4 separate regions of the Mus musculus genome follow, and regions 1, 3 and 4 are each linked to region 2. The links are chromatin contacts, called in public Hi-C, HiChIP or PLAC-seq and promoter capture Hi-C maps. All regions are on one chromosome and are shown on one strand. Each heading gives the region's core, a stretch centred on a gene start, on an enhancer-like site or on the middle of the called end of the contact. The rest is flanking DNA. Distances are from core to core; before and after follow the strand shown.

What was found. Promoter capture Hi-C pulls out the DNA fragments that hold promoters and counts their contacts. A called contact is a pair of places that touch in the nucleus more often than the background predicts. HiChIP or PLAC-seq counts read pairs in DNA pulled down with a chosen protein or histone mark.
Region 1: a Hi-C map of cortical neurons shows a contact between it and region 2, with 2.4 times the contacts expected there. The contact joins two enhancer-like sites. A contact is called at or near these places in 10 of 39 promoter capture datasets (the C10 cell line, cranial neural crest, embryonic stem cells and 7 more), 1 of 15 datasets of contacts at CTCF or cohesin (the NIH/3T3 cell line), 1 of 484 Hi-C or Micro-C datasets (cortical neurons), 12 of 115 datasets of contacts at active chromatin or transcription factors (differentiating embryonic stem cells, embryonic basal ganglia, embryonic hindbrain and 5 more) and 2 of 9 other capture datasets (embryonic stem cells and embryonic trunk).
Region 3: an H3K4me3 HiChIP or PLAC-seq map of embryonic basal ganglia shows a contact between it and region 2, with 7 times the contacts expected there. The contact joins two enhancer-like sites. A contact is called at or near these places in 1 of 15 datasets of contacts at CTCF or cohesin (pro-B cells), 1 of 484 Hi-C or Micro-C datasets (cortical neurons), 5 of 115 datasets of contacts at active chromatin or transcription factors (astrocytes, embryonic basal ganglia, embryonic forebrain and 1 more) and 1 of 9 other capture datasets (embryonic stem cells).
Region 4: a contact with region 2 is called in a promoter capture Hi-C map of hippocampal neurons, with 5 times the contacts expected there. The contact joins two enhancer-like sites. A contact is called at or near these places in 1 of 39 promoter capture datasets (hippocampal neurons), 3 of 115 datasets of contacts at active chromatin or transcription factors (all in embryonic stem cells) and 2 of 9 other capture datasets (embryonic stem cells and embryonic tail).

Annotation. Positions count from the first base shown.
Region 1 is chr11:80,875,849-80,878,819 of GRCm38.p6, forward strand. No RefSeq gene overlaps it. Among named protein-coding and RNA genes, the nearest start is that of Spaca3, 19 kb to the left of the region's middle. Within about 2 kb of position 1,638, at least 67 of the 459 cell types and tissues checked have an H3K27ac peak or open chromatin away from gene starts, as enhancers often do. A contact at or near this core is called in cortical neurons and hippocampal neurons, where this site is marked.
Region 2 is chr11:81,611,049-81,614,039 of GRCm38.p6, forward strand. It overlaps a transcript of Asic2 not described here. Among named protein-coding and RNA genes, the nearest start is that of Gm11418, 25 kb to the left of the region's middle. Within about 2 kb of position 1,628, at least 89 of the 459 cell types and tissues checked have an H3K27ac peak or open chromatin away from gene starts, as enhancers often do. A contact at or near this core is called in cortical neurons, embryonic basal ganglia, embryonic forebrain and 1 more, where this site is marked.
Region 3 is chr11:80,621,875-80,625,099 of GRCm38.p6, forward strand. The region is part of intron 16 of Myo1d (myosin ID); the gene reads right to left. All of the region lies in intron 1 of Gm38907 (a long non-coding RNA gene), which reads left to right. Among named protein-coding and RNA genes, the nearest start is that of Gm38907, 4.7 kb to the left of the region's middle. Within about 2 kb of position 1,332, at least 55 of the 459 cell types and tissues checked have an H3K27ac peak or open chromatin away from gene starts, as enhancers often do. A contact at or near this core is called in cortical neurons, embryonic basal ganglia and embryonic forebrain, where this site is marked.
Region 4 is chr11:81,079,236-81,082,252 of GRCm38.p6, forward strand. The region is part of intron 1 of Asic2 (acid-sensing (proton-gated) ion channel 2); the gene reads right to left. Among named protein-coding and RNA genes, the nearest start is that of Gm51910, 55 kb to the right of the region's middle. Within about 2 kb of position 1,331, at least 16 of the 459 cell types and tissues checked have an H3K27ac peak or open chromatin away from gene starts, as enhancers often do. A contact at or near this core is called in hippocampal neurons, where this site is marked.

The DNA of each region.
Region 1 (2,971 bases), core at 388-2,887, 740 kb before region 2:
AGGTGCTCTCGTTGCTATTCAGGTATGCAGGTCTCTTCAGCCCTCAGAATCTCCACAAGCATAAAATAATTTTACGAAATCGCGTTCCTGAGTTTTCTTGTGTGTATTCATTTTCTGCTCACTCATTCCATCTGCCATCCGTGAGAACGTGCTCACTCGCTCACACGCCGCAGCAGGTGTCAAAGGTTTAAAAAAAAAATTAAGGAGGAAAAAAATTGAAATTGATCAAATCCTATCTTTTTTTTCCCTTCTGCAAATTGAAAAAATGACTGTCATTGTGCCATTTAGGGAGAAGAAACATCAATCGCTCTTTGTGTGCTGGTGTGGGCTCTTTAGGAGATTAGTCAGCACTCTCTAGGGCATGGCCAGCATCAGTGGGGCCATGGAGGGTCACTGACTGGCAACCTAATGCCTGTCCCCATGGTTATGAACATCATTCCTGGGTGGGGTGGTGGGGAAGGATTCATCGTTTCCACTTTGTTCTAAAATGGGTTTGTGATCGAAACAAGATTAAAAATCAATATGTTACAGGAAACAAATAGTAATGAAGAAACCTTGGAAAAAGTCTCTTATGGACCTTTGTACTCTCTCTCTCATTCTCTCTCTCTCTGCATGTGTGCACGTGTGCATGTATGTGTGTATATATGTGTGTGCATGTATATGTGTTTTCTATGTGTGTGTATGTATGTGTGTACATGTATATGTGTGTACGTGTATATGTGTGTGTATGTATGTGTGTACGTGTATATGTGTGTGTATGTGTACACATGACTTCATTTTCCTCTATCATGTCTTTTCTTGGGTTTCCTTGACCTTGTCCAGTCCCCCTAAACTCTGCCTATTCTAACCTCCTGGACCCACCTTACACCTCTTTTCATGCCCCTTCAACTGGGACCCCAATCCATCTGTATACTTGTTAGTATTTCCACTCAGACTGTAAACTCCATGTGAGGGCAAATGCCTGGCACACAACAGTCGAGGGGATGAATAGTGGATCTGTGTTCTTCATATTTTGGCTATTTGCTTTTTATTTTTCTCCTGTTCCCTTCTCCACCTCTGCCAGGAAGCTTTCCTAATGCAATATGGGGACTGCCCCACTGTATGTGGGTCGGGGCTGGATGAACCCTCCTGCAGAAGGAATTCTTTGGCCTCTCTGAACCCCCTTTCTCCTCTGTAACCGGGAAGTTCAGTCACCGAGGCCTGAAGGAGCCCCTTGGCTGTACAATTCCAGGAATGGAAGACTCTGAGTCTGTGAAGGAAGAAAGTCTCCTGGCTTCCTTCTCCTTGGGTCCCTCTGTTCAAGTGGGCTGAGCCAAGCTTCCTGGAAGGGGCATGTCACCTGGCAAGCTCACCCCTGTGGGTGCTGGGCTCCCAGTGGCCACCTCTAGCTTACTAAGAGCCAGAGCCTCCAGTCCCATCAGTGCGTGTGGTGCTGGAAGCTACTCTCAAGGCACGTTCACAGTTAAAACATTCACAAAAATAGCTTCAAGCTGGAGAGAGGAAAATAAAATAACTCTGGCGTCTTTGCCAAAAACAACAAAGCAACAGCCTGTGCGCAGCCAGCTCAGTTGCTGGCAGAGCTCGGATGCTCGCAGAAGGACTTGGTTCTTTCGCTCCACTGACCACAGCAGCCTGCTGGACTGCCTGTGAGGCCTGGGGCCACTCATCAATCAGTTTATCCCAGCCTCCAAGGCCACTGAGCGTCACCTTGAGGTATGGCCACGTGACTGTTCTCAACTCCAAGCCTATGTGTCATCTTTGGTGATCGTTTAGCTTGTGACATGTGCCCGAGTGACCTCTGCACCCATGACCCCTCCCAATCATCACTCTAAAAAACGTCTGTATGAATACTTATTTGTAATGACGGCAAGAAAAACAGACCACCACTCTCTGGAAGTTAGACTATCTTCTGTTAACCATGGACTAATTGATACTGGTTATTAGTTTGTTCTTTTGTAGTGTGTGTGTGTGTGAACATTTAAACAGGCTAAGTACATAGACATACCCTAAGCTGAACAAAGCTGGAAACCCCAAATAGGAAGAAATACATAGATATGTGAGCCCCAAAGCTATACAAATGTGTCTAAACACTCTTTGGCCCATCACAAAAAATGAGTCCTATTTCTAATTTATCGCTCTTGGAAGGAAGCTAGAAATCTACTGAAGCAGTTCAAATATCATCTTCAGTTGTTAATTTTTAAAATGTCTGAAGTTGTCAAATTGGAAGAAAGCAGAGGCATCAGATAGGATCCTACATACACAAATAGACACTTCCCTTTGTCCCTGTCCCTGATGGGAGAGTCTGAGGTCAGCCTCCAGACCCCCCATCCTTCCACATTTGCTGGTCTTGCCACCAGTGGGACACTTTCCAGTTGGCTGAAGTGATGGGTGAGTTTATCTCATAGACGACTATGGCCTGGCCAAGTCTTGGGAGAAAGATCACTTTTGGCTCTTCTTGCTTTAAGTGAGTCAACGTTATAGATCTACAAATAGAGTTGTGAGCCCAGCAGCTAAGGAGTACATCTTAGCACAGTCATTCATTCTGTGGGTGATCCCAGGTCAGTCTCCCCTAACCCAAGTTGGGTCTGTTCATTTGGAAAACAAGAACATTAGGCCATGAGCTCCAGTAGGCAGAATAATCACCCATGAAAATACTTGCATCCTGATCCCTATGTGGCTCTACATAGGAAAGAGGCTTTGCAGATGTGCTGGAGGGGATAACCTTGTAATGGAGCAGATTGTCTGGACAACCTGGTGGGCCCATAGGAGCCTTTAAAGGGGAAGAGTAGGCGAGGTCAGGGCTGGAGGAAATGTGACTATGGAAGATTATGTGATATGAGAAGACTTAATCGTTCCAGCTATCTTGAAAGAAGTGGGAAGGGGTCAAGGTACCAGTCAAGGAACAGTGGTGGGTCTATAGTGGCTGGACAAGGTAAGGAAGTGGACCCTCCCCTGGAGTTTCCCGAGGGAA
Region 2 (2,991 bases), core at 378-2,877:
GTAGGGAGCATGAGCCTGTGGGAGCCGGGAGCAGTTTGGTGCAAGGCTTCTTGACAATGAAATGAAACTGGAAACATGGACGCCAAATCACGAAACAGCCCTTCCCCATCCAGGAGCTGAGACACTGGGCAAGGCCGGTGGTGCGCTCTTCCCCTCCCATTAGGGCCAAATGGGAAGTGGAAGCGCCTCCTGCTTTCTGAGCTGACGTTCAACTCCAGGACTCAAGATGATAAACACAGGCTTCATTATGCCCCTGTCTTCTTTTGCGGGCTTCTTAAGTGATTAGTGTAATAGTCTGTACACAATAGACTTTTAATTAATTTTTGTGGAATGCATAAATGCATGAACCACCAAGGGAAGGAACTGAAGTCCCTTGTGACAACAATCCCCTGAGCCCATCTCCACTCTATCTTGTAAGGGAAGCCCGCCAGGTAGCGGGCGATACTCAGGGAGGAGGCTTATAGCAGCTAAGGAGGAGTGTATCTGGGGATGGGCTGTCCTTCCTCTGCCTCCTGGGCAGGTGAGCATACATCGAAGCAGCCTTTCATGACTGTGATCTGACAGAGAGAGATTTTGGGATTTCCTCTGGAAATCTATAGCTATATGAGGAGGGGGTTATCCTTTCTCCTGGGGTCTTCTCATGATCATGGCTCTGTCTTACTGCGCCCTCTTCAAGTGAGGTACGGCCGTGTAAGTCATAGGAAAATCACTCCAGGGTCTAATGTCAACAAAGAAGACCATTTCCTCACTGCTCCAGATAGTCCCTTGGACTGTGAAAAACCCTTCCCAACAAGCAAACAAAAATTCCGACCACAGTTAGAAACCAAAGCCCAACAGAGGATTCAGTTCTCTAGAGATTTCTCCAGTGCAAAGCCACTAAGGAAAGGATGGTCTTTGGCCTTTGGGACATCACAAATCCCGTAAGGCTGATGCATGCAGACTACCTCATGCATATGATTGTTACATAGGCAATTCTGAGATGGCACAACTCATGAGATGTCTATCACCTATGTCAGTCAAAGAAAGCCCCGCCCTTTCGGAGACCGCCTCCTGAAAGCTCTTGGGATCTAGAGCCCTGTGCTGGCTGGAGTTTGCCCCTGCTTCTTGGAATGTTTACTCATTCATTTTCGCTTTCATCAACCCGTGCGTTCAAGGATACCACATCGCAGAAGAGCCATGCTGTTTATCCCGAGTCTATCTACCTGTCTTCACCCTGGGGAACCAGACTGTTGATAAGCTAGCTGATCCCTCTCTCCTTTCTTAAGATGTACTATCAGATCTCCCGGCCCCGCCTCCCTCAGCCTCTCCATCTTTGCTTAGTCCCACCCCTCCACTGAGTGCGGAAACAGACACCCATTCATTCCACGGAGCACAAACGATGTGTAGTCGGGAGCAGAGGAGGAGCTCCTAGGATGATGGAAGGGAGTCTCTTCGGGAGTAAAGCCTCCCTTCTCCTCTACCTACTGGGGGCCTAACAGGAGTGCCTGCTGCAGGAGTTAACCTCAGGACTTAGCTTCCGCCGCCCCAAACAGGCCTTTGTACTGCCAAGTCCTTGGATTGTACAAGCTTCTCTAACACTGGGAGTCAAATCAGGATCTGCATCATCTGTGTAGCTCCCTCCCACGCCTGAGTTGTCCCTGGCTGGAGGCAGGATCTCTAGACATCTCCCGTTACTTGGGGGGAAGTCAGCAGCCCTGCAGCTGGGGTGAAGTGCTTTCTAGGAAGTTCTAACCCCTATGTGTCTTCATGCCCAGGGCTCTACAGTTTATAATGCCACCATCCGGAACCTATGGCCCTAACCCAATTTCGTTTGCATTTTCATTCCTTTGACCCTAGACCACTAAGCCGGAAAGCGCTGCCTCAGACCAATTAGGATCCCTAGTTATTTCTGAGTATTCCTTTAGGTGAGGCTTTTACAGGCTCTCTTCTGCACCAAGCTTCAGGCCGCTTGGGTCCGTGGGTGTTTCATCTTCCTAATAAAATCCATCCATCCATCTTCCCGAAGAAGCAGATATCCCAGGGCTAGACTAGGGAAATAAAGTAATAACGTTATCGGCCTTCACAGAGCTATTTAAATACAGACCCGGTTGCTGGGGAGATGAAAGGGGGCCCCTTTTGTTATGAAAATGAAGGGAGTGGGGAGGGGTTCTGTTTGTGTTTTGATATGTTAATATGCCTGGAAGCCACCCAGGGTGGGCAGTGCTGGGGAGGCTGAGTCGCAAGGCATATTTATTTGTGCAGTTTAATTTAACAGCTAGGCTACAACGGGAGCTGCAATCGGGATTGTGTAAAGATAATTACAGCCCCATTATTAATCAGATGCCTGCAGGAGATGGCTTGCTAGCTCGCGGCTCCCCGGGCTGCATGCAGATCAGCAGCCAATCTGACACAGCATCTTTGTGGTCTCATTCTGCCATCTAGTGGCTGTTTCAGGAATTGCCCAGGGAAGATCATTCTAATTTGAAGTTCCTTTTTAAACAATGGGACGACATTCTAGAAGAAAAGGCAATTGCTGCAGCTTCTGAAAAGATAAGATAGGGAAAGGTTTGGAATCACATCACCAGTTTGCCACTTTTTAGTGATTCTGAGCTTGAAGTCGGAGAAAGTAACATATTTTTGATTGGATTCTGCCCCCCCCCCTCCGTCCCCCGCCCCGACCCCGGGGAACCTGAGTCTTCTAAAGAGTTCATGAACTATATACATAAACACACTGTGCTTTTCCATTCTTTTCTCTTCCATCTTTCCCGTTCTTCAGCTTTGTATCATGTTTTAGTTTCATTTTTCTCTTGTCTCTTGGATTAAAATCTTGCTTTTGTTTTGCGTTTTTCCCTGAGTCGAATGACTTGGGGCAGGGGGTATAAATCAGAAACAACCACACTCAGTCGAGCAAGGTTGGCATGTCCCTGCATTCCCAGCACTTAGGAAGTTCATGCAGGAAGAGCTGGGGTTCAAGGCTGGCTTGATCTACCCAGTAGAAACCTTACACCTGCC
Region 3 (3,225 bases), core at 82-2,581, 990 kb before region 2:
CCTGGAACTCACCAGATCAGCTACACTAGAAATGCCAGACTCGCGCATATCGCTTGATAGTATTTCATACATTTGCTAAGCAAAAGGAAAGGAAACAAAGGTACCTCACCCTGCGATGCTCAGACTGAAACCACACGTATCTTATATAGCTACCTTGATAAACAGTTACATTTTCTTAGGTTAATATGTGAAAAAAAATTAGATATGCTAGGGAGTATATTTTTAAACTTGCACTAAGGATATGGTTCAATGTTAAGACAAGTTTGCCTTGCAAATGTTGAGGCCTGCCTGGGTTCCATCCCCTGCACACCACAAACAGAACTCCACCACACAAACCAAACAAACGAAAAAAAAAAACCCTAAAAATACTTTAAGTGGCAGTTACTTTTCACTAAGGGATGAACAGCCATTACAATAAAATATTCTGATCGTCACAAGAACCAGAGAAGGCCAGCTAACAGTGGGGCAGAGGTGAAGGCAGGAGAGGAGAAGACGTCTGTTAGAAAGCCCGAATTGAAGATGGCTTCGGCAGCTGTGCTTCCCAGCAGCTTCAGCACAGGGGAAACTTAATGAGTTGCAAGGCTTACCTGATTTAGCAGGCATGTTTAATAAGGCAGGCAACTAAAATAAATACTCCTTGCACCCAAATATGCCCTTTGTGTCTTTAGAACAATTATTTTTGTTGGGGAAGGAGCAAAAATGAATTGCTCAGTAGCAACTGGATGGCTTTTGTTCCCCGTGCCTGAACACATTTCCAGCTACACTTCTTATTCATGAGCTTGCTCCTCTTGAGTACGGGGTAGCAGGAATATTGTGATTTCGTGTAAACATCTATTCACTAAATCCCCTTCCTTTTCCTAATGAATGCTTTACAAAGAGTCAATCTCTTCAGCTTGCAGCAATTAAACAAGAAAAGAGCAATGAAAATGTAGCCATGCTTCCATCCCCTCCCCCTTTTCTCTGATACCACCTATAGGGGCCAGACACCGTTGCCATGGAGACACCAGCTGTTGGGCTGTGAGTGACAGGTCTCAAGAGAGAAATGTCTGAGAAAGGGAACATCTCAAGTTAAAACAAAAGTGGTGAGGGAAAAAAAAACAAAGCAAGCTGTTTTCCCGACACAGTGGAGACTCAATTGAGAGGTGTATTCCGCCCGAGAGAAGAAAATAAAGGTTTTCCCCTTCTTTCATCTAGCACAGGAAACGTTTTTCTTCCAACGGGGAACAGACTTCTTTTAAGTAAATCTGAAGCATATGTACACATCTCGGCATAATTACATTTTAAAATTGGGATTCATACTGATGCACCAAATTGGTTGCCGTAGTAATGAGCTATCACCCAGGCAACGGGTTTGCTGCTCTTTCTGGAAAGCAAATCATCGGAGTCCAATGTGGGGGAATGGGTTGGGGAAGGGAGGCAAAGGACACTTACTGACAGCGGGGGAAGTGGGCTGTGGAAGGGCAACAGATGACACTGGCCATATCTAGGAGGAGATAAGGATGAGACAAATTGGTTTTGACACATCATCATTATTTTCCAAATATGCTTTTTCTCATTTTATTCACCAGTTGGGTGGTGGAGGAGGAGGGTGCTGAGGGCGGGAAAGCAAGAATGCCTTGTGGTTTCAATGATAATTTCTGCTGAAGCCTTTTTATTTTTCTAAAAGGCTGTCATTTGTCAAGGTGCAGATGTGGCTGCATATTTAAATGGATCAGTTGTTGGCTTATATAATAAATCTTAGAGATTTTCTTCAGAATTGTAAGATCAATGACTTGTACATAGCAATACTATTCTAATAGCATGGCTTAGTAATATATGCAGGATAAGGTTTCAAATTCAGTAGCTGAAATCTCCTAGATGTTTCAGAAGACAAACATGCCTTGGTTTCTTCATTGAGAACATACACACACTTTTCCATACTGTTTTATTATAAATGTCCAACATACTTCCTTGCTGGAGGACTCTGTTCCTTGTATCTAGTTCTCCTGTATCTTGTGCTTATCATAGTCTACCTTAACACACTGGTGACTATATATTTGAAAACTGCTGGCTGGGTGTAGCATGGGTGTGACACATGTCTTTAATCTCAGCATTTGGGGCAGAGTCAGGCAGATCTCTGAGTTTGAGGCCAGTCTGGTCTATAGAGTGACATCCAGGATAGCCAGGGCAACACAGAGAAACTCAAAAACAAAAACAAACAAACAAAAAGAAAACTGCTACTTCCTTTCTTCCTTCCTTTTCACCACTAACTGCTTGCCAGTCATTTCTTTTTTTTTTTTTTTTTTTTTAATTTTTTTTTTTAAATTATTTATTTATTATATGTAAGTACACTGTAGCTGTCTTCAGACACTCCAGAAGAGGGCGCCAGATATTGTTACAGATGGTTGTGAGCCACCATGTGGTTGCTGGGATTTGAACTCAGGACCTCTGGAAGAGCAGTCAGTGCTCTTAACCGCTGAGCCATCTCTCCAGCCCCCTTGCCAGTCATTTCTACTTGAATGTCTCATTCATACCTGAAACATATCATGCCTACACTGCTAATATCCTGGAAATATGTGCTAGTGACTATACCTTCTATCTCAGTCATTCACAACATTAGCTATCTATGACCCCAACTTGGAAGAATGGGAACCCCAAACAACTCTCATGGTCTGATAATTTCCTCTCATCTCAGCTGTGTGACTTAGGCCATAAGATTCGTAAATTGGCTACTGTTTCCTCTTTGATACACTTTTATTTAAAATTCCAAAACTGACTACACTACTTTTCTCTTATGATTTCCATGGAATATGGCAAGAAACTCTACTGATGTATAAACACGTAACAGCTACAGCTGAGCTTGCAAGAAAGCGAAGGTCAGCACTCCCGTGGGGGAGACGGAAGGTGAAGACAGAATCATGCCCAGAGCTCATGGGCCCCCTAGCCTGAGTGTGCAGCAGAAAACAACAAACAAACAAACAAACAAACAAACAAACCAACCACAAAGCAAAGCAATTGGGTAATCTTCAACATATTTAAAAATGTTCACACCTTACAATTGAGCATTTCTAGTATGAGTTTATGCTTTGAGGCAGCTGCTCTAAAAGAGTGTTCCAAGGGAACCCTTGGCATTGCTGAAATCCTCATAAGAGATACTTTAAGAACAAAATAATTCCCTAAGAAAAGAAGTAGGCTATTGGATTTTAAAATTCTTACTCCTTCACAAGTGTACAGACGTAGAGACCA
Region 4 (3,017 bases), core at 81-2,580, 530 kb before region 2:
GTACAGAAGCCATCTTAGGGTAACCTAGCCTTGGGATTGTCTTATAGAATATGGAAATTTCTGCAGCAAAAAAATCTCCTTTTAAAGACAGTCCCTCTTTGCTACATAGTGCAACTTGTGCTTTCAAATGTTTTTATTTAAAATAAATTAGCCATGCTGTTGACTCTGGCAGGAAACCAGAGGCTGTGTTCTCAGCTTGCTCTGCTGCACTGCACTGCAGCGAGTTCCCGATTGGAGCTGAGCTGAGGGTGGCTTCTGGATGCTGTGGGTGGGCACAGGTTGAGGGTGCAGAGAACCAGGCTCACATAATTGCTCTTCTACCACATGTTTACTCTGTGACTTTGGGAATACCCTCGACCACTCCACTCAGCTATCCACCCTTAACCTCCATGCATTCAGAAGTACTGCTTAGTGTCTAGTATAGCAGGGCTCTCACACTTCAGGAAGTGAGCTTTACATCCTTTTTCCTAAAAGGTAGATAACTACTCTTGAAGGGTGACATTAAAGATCCAGAACAGGGGCTGGGGAGATAGCTCCATCAGTAAAATCCTTGCTGCACAAGTGTGAGGACCTGAGGTTAGACCCTCAGAACAACTGTGGAAAAAGTTGGGTCTGGCAGTATGTCATGTATTCTCAGTACTGAGGGGGCATGGGGCGGGGTGGGGCGGGGCCAGGGGCAGAGGCAGGGGTTGGGGGGGGAGGGGCACAGGCAGGAAGGTCCCTTGGGCTTGCTAGATAGCTATGCTAGCCAGTTGGTGAGAGACCCTGCCTCACAAAGAAAGGTGAAAAGTGATTGAGGGATTTACCCCATGTTTATTTCTAGCCTTCACACATATGCACACACACACATTCACACACATGAATGTATGCACATACCACAACATACACATAGACGTAAATAAAGATCCAGAAGAGAGTATATCACACATTGCCCCTTGCTCACACAGGTGTGCACTCCCTGAGAGCTGGTTCTGCAACTCTTATCAGTATTATTAGCCAAGTATTGCTTCCGGTGGCTGTGGGATGTATGTGTGTGTGTGTGTGACTTAATCCTCTTGTGTGTTGCAGTTATGTCTCACCCACAGTAGGAGTTCAGTCAGTGATAAGGTTTGAAAGCCTATTTTCCTGTCGGTCTCCAGCATAGACTGTAAGCAAGATCTGTTTGCTCAGGGCATTTTTTTCCTTCTCCCTCTCTCCCTCCCTCCTCTCTTCAGGGTACACAGTGATAACTGGGGAGCTACTGTATTTGATGATTCAGGATCTGTTATGCATCGTCCCCAACACCACCCGTTAAGGAGGACTCGAGCCAGGCCCAGGGAATTATTGTCAGTATTTTATCCAGCTATTCTCGTCTCTAACACTGCAGTGGGTGGCTAGAGCTGGTGACTTTCCTCTCTTTTGTGCACACGAGACCAGAATAAACAGTGCAGGGTGAGTCACTTCAGACCCTTAAAGCTTCAATTACTTAACTCAAGGGCCCAATGAAGCTCAGAAAGTCACCTTTTCCAGAACAGCCAGAAGCAGATGAGAAACATGCCGTGTTTCGAGTGGTCCATGGCTTCTCGGCAAAGGAACCTGCTCCTAGCTAGCGAGAAGTGGCCAGAGGGGAGAATTGCAGAGACAGCGGCCCCCACCCCTCTAAGGACTCCACACACATTACCTCCTACCTCGCTTCATTTGCTCTTTACTCTGACCTTGTGAAGGAATACACTTAATGCCACCAAGGTAGTAACGGCCCCATACATATTTCTTGCCTATTAGGTGTGGGACACTTGCTCTCCAAGCCTTCCATCCCCACCCTGAATCTTCAGAGCAATGCTGTGACATGCTTATGTTCTCCACTTCAGAGAGGAGGCAACGGAAGCTGGAAGAATGAGAAGAGACAAGAAACAGACCGTCTGATTTCACTCTCCGGGGCTCTGTTTCCTACTCTGAGTCTGTTCTCAGGGACATTGATGAATGTTCAAACTTTTGTCTGTGTCATGCAAGAAGGCAGGACGTGATCTGGGTATCAGGAACACTGTTACCCAGTGTGTGTGTGTGTGTGTGTGTGTGTGTGTGTGCATGCGTGCGTGTGTGTGCGTGTGTGCGTGTGCGTGCGTGCGTGTGTGTGTGTGTGTGTGTGTGTGTGTGTGTGTGTGTGTAAGACACAGAGAGGGTGTCAGACAAACGGACATTCAGACAGGCAGACTGTCTCTGACGGAGAGACAGGTACAGACACACAGATACACAGATACAGGCAGACAGGCAGACAGGCAGACAGAAAGAGAGACAGGTACAGATATACAAATACAGACAGACATCAGACAGACAGACTTCAAGAACCATAAACTGGTGTGATTTTTTTTTCTATATCTTTTGAGTCTAGCTCCAATTGATTTGGAAATAACAAGAAATCCACAAGAAGAGAATTTAAGTAAGGACTGTATCTACCTAACTTTTTTCACCTCCTCAGCACTGGGGAAAACTTGTTTAAGATTCCACTTTAAGAGGATCAAAAACATAAGTTGTTCCCCTTACACGCGATTCTATAAAGGCAGCGTGACAGGCATTACAAATTGTTAACTGTTTTCCATTTTTCAAAAAGAAGTTTGGACTTAAAAAAAAATTCATGTTGCTGAAGCTTTGAAATGTAGAAAATTCTTAACCTTTATAAAAGTTTGTCTTAAAGTTAGTTAAAATTTAGATTTTCTTTCTCTGTGGAAATAAAGTTATAGACCATAGAGGGTAGGGATTGGGTAACTGAGAGGGTAACAACAGGAAATAGATGATAGATGATATGAAGCTAAAAATGGAAAAACAACGAGGGGGTTCCAAAGGAGGAGGAGGAGGGAAGGAGAGCAAGATAGATGGGCATGGAGGGACAGGGACAAATAACAAACACCAAGGCTGTCTGATAAAGCCCAAAGGAATCATTGTTTTATATTTACCCAAAATTGTACACAATACCCACCCCTCTGTGTGTGTGTGTGTGTGTGTGTGTGTGTGTATCTTAAAGGAAGTTAAGCAACTTGTGT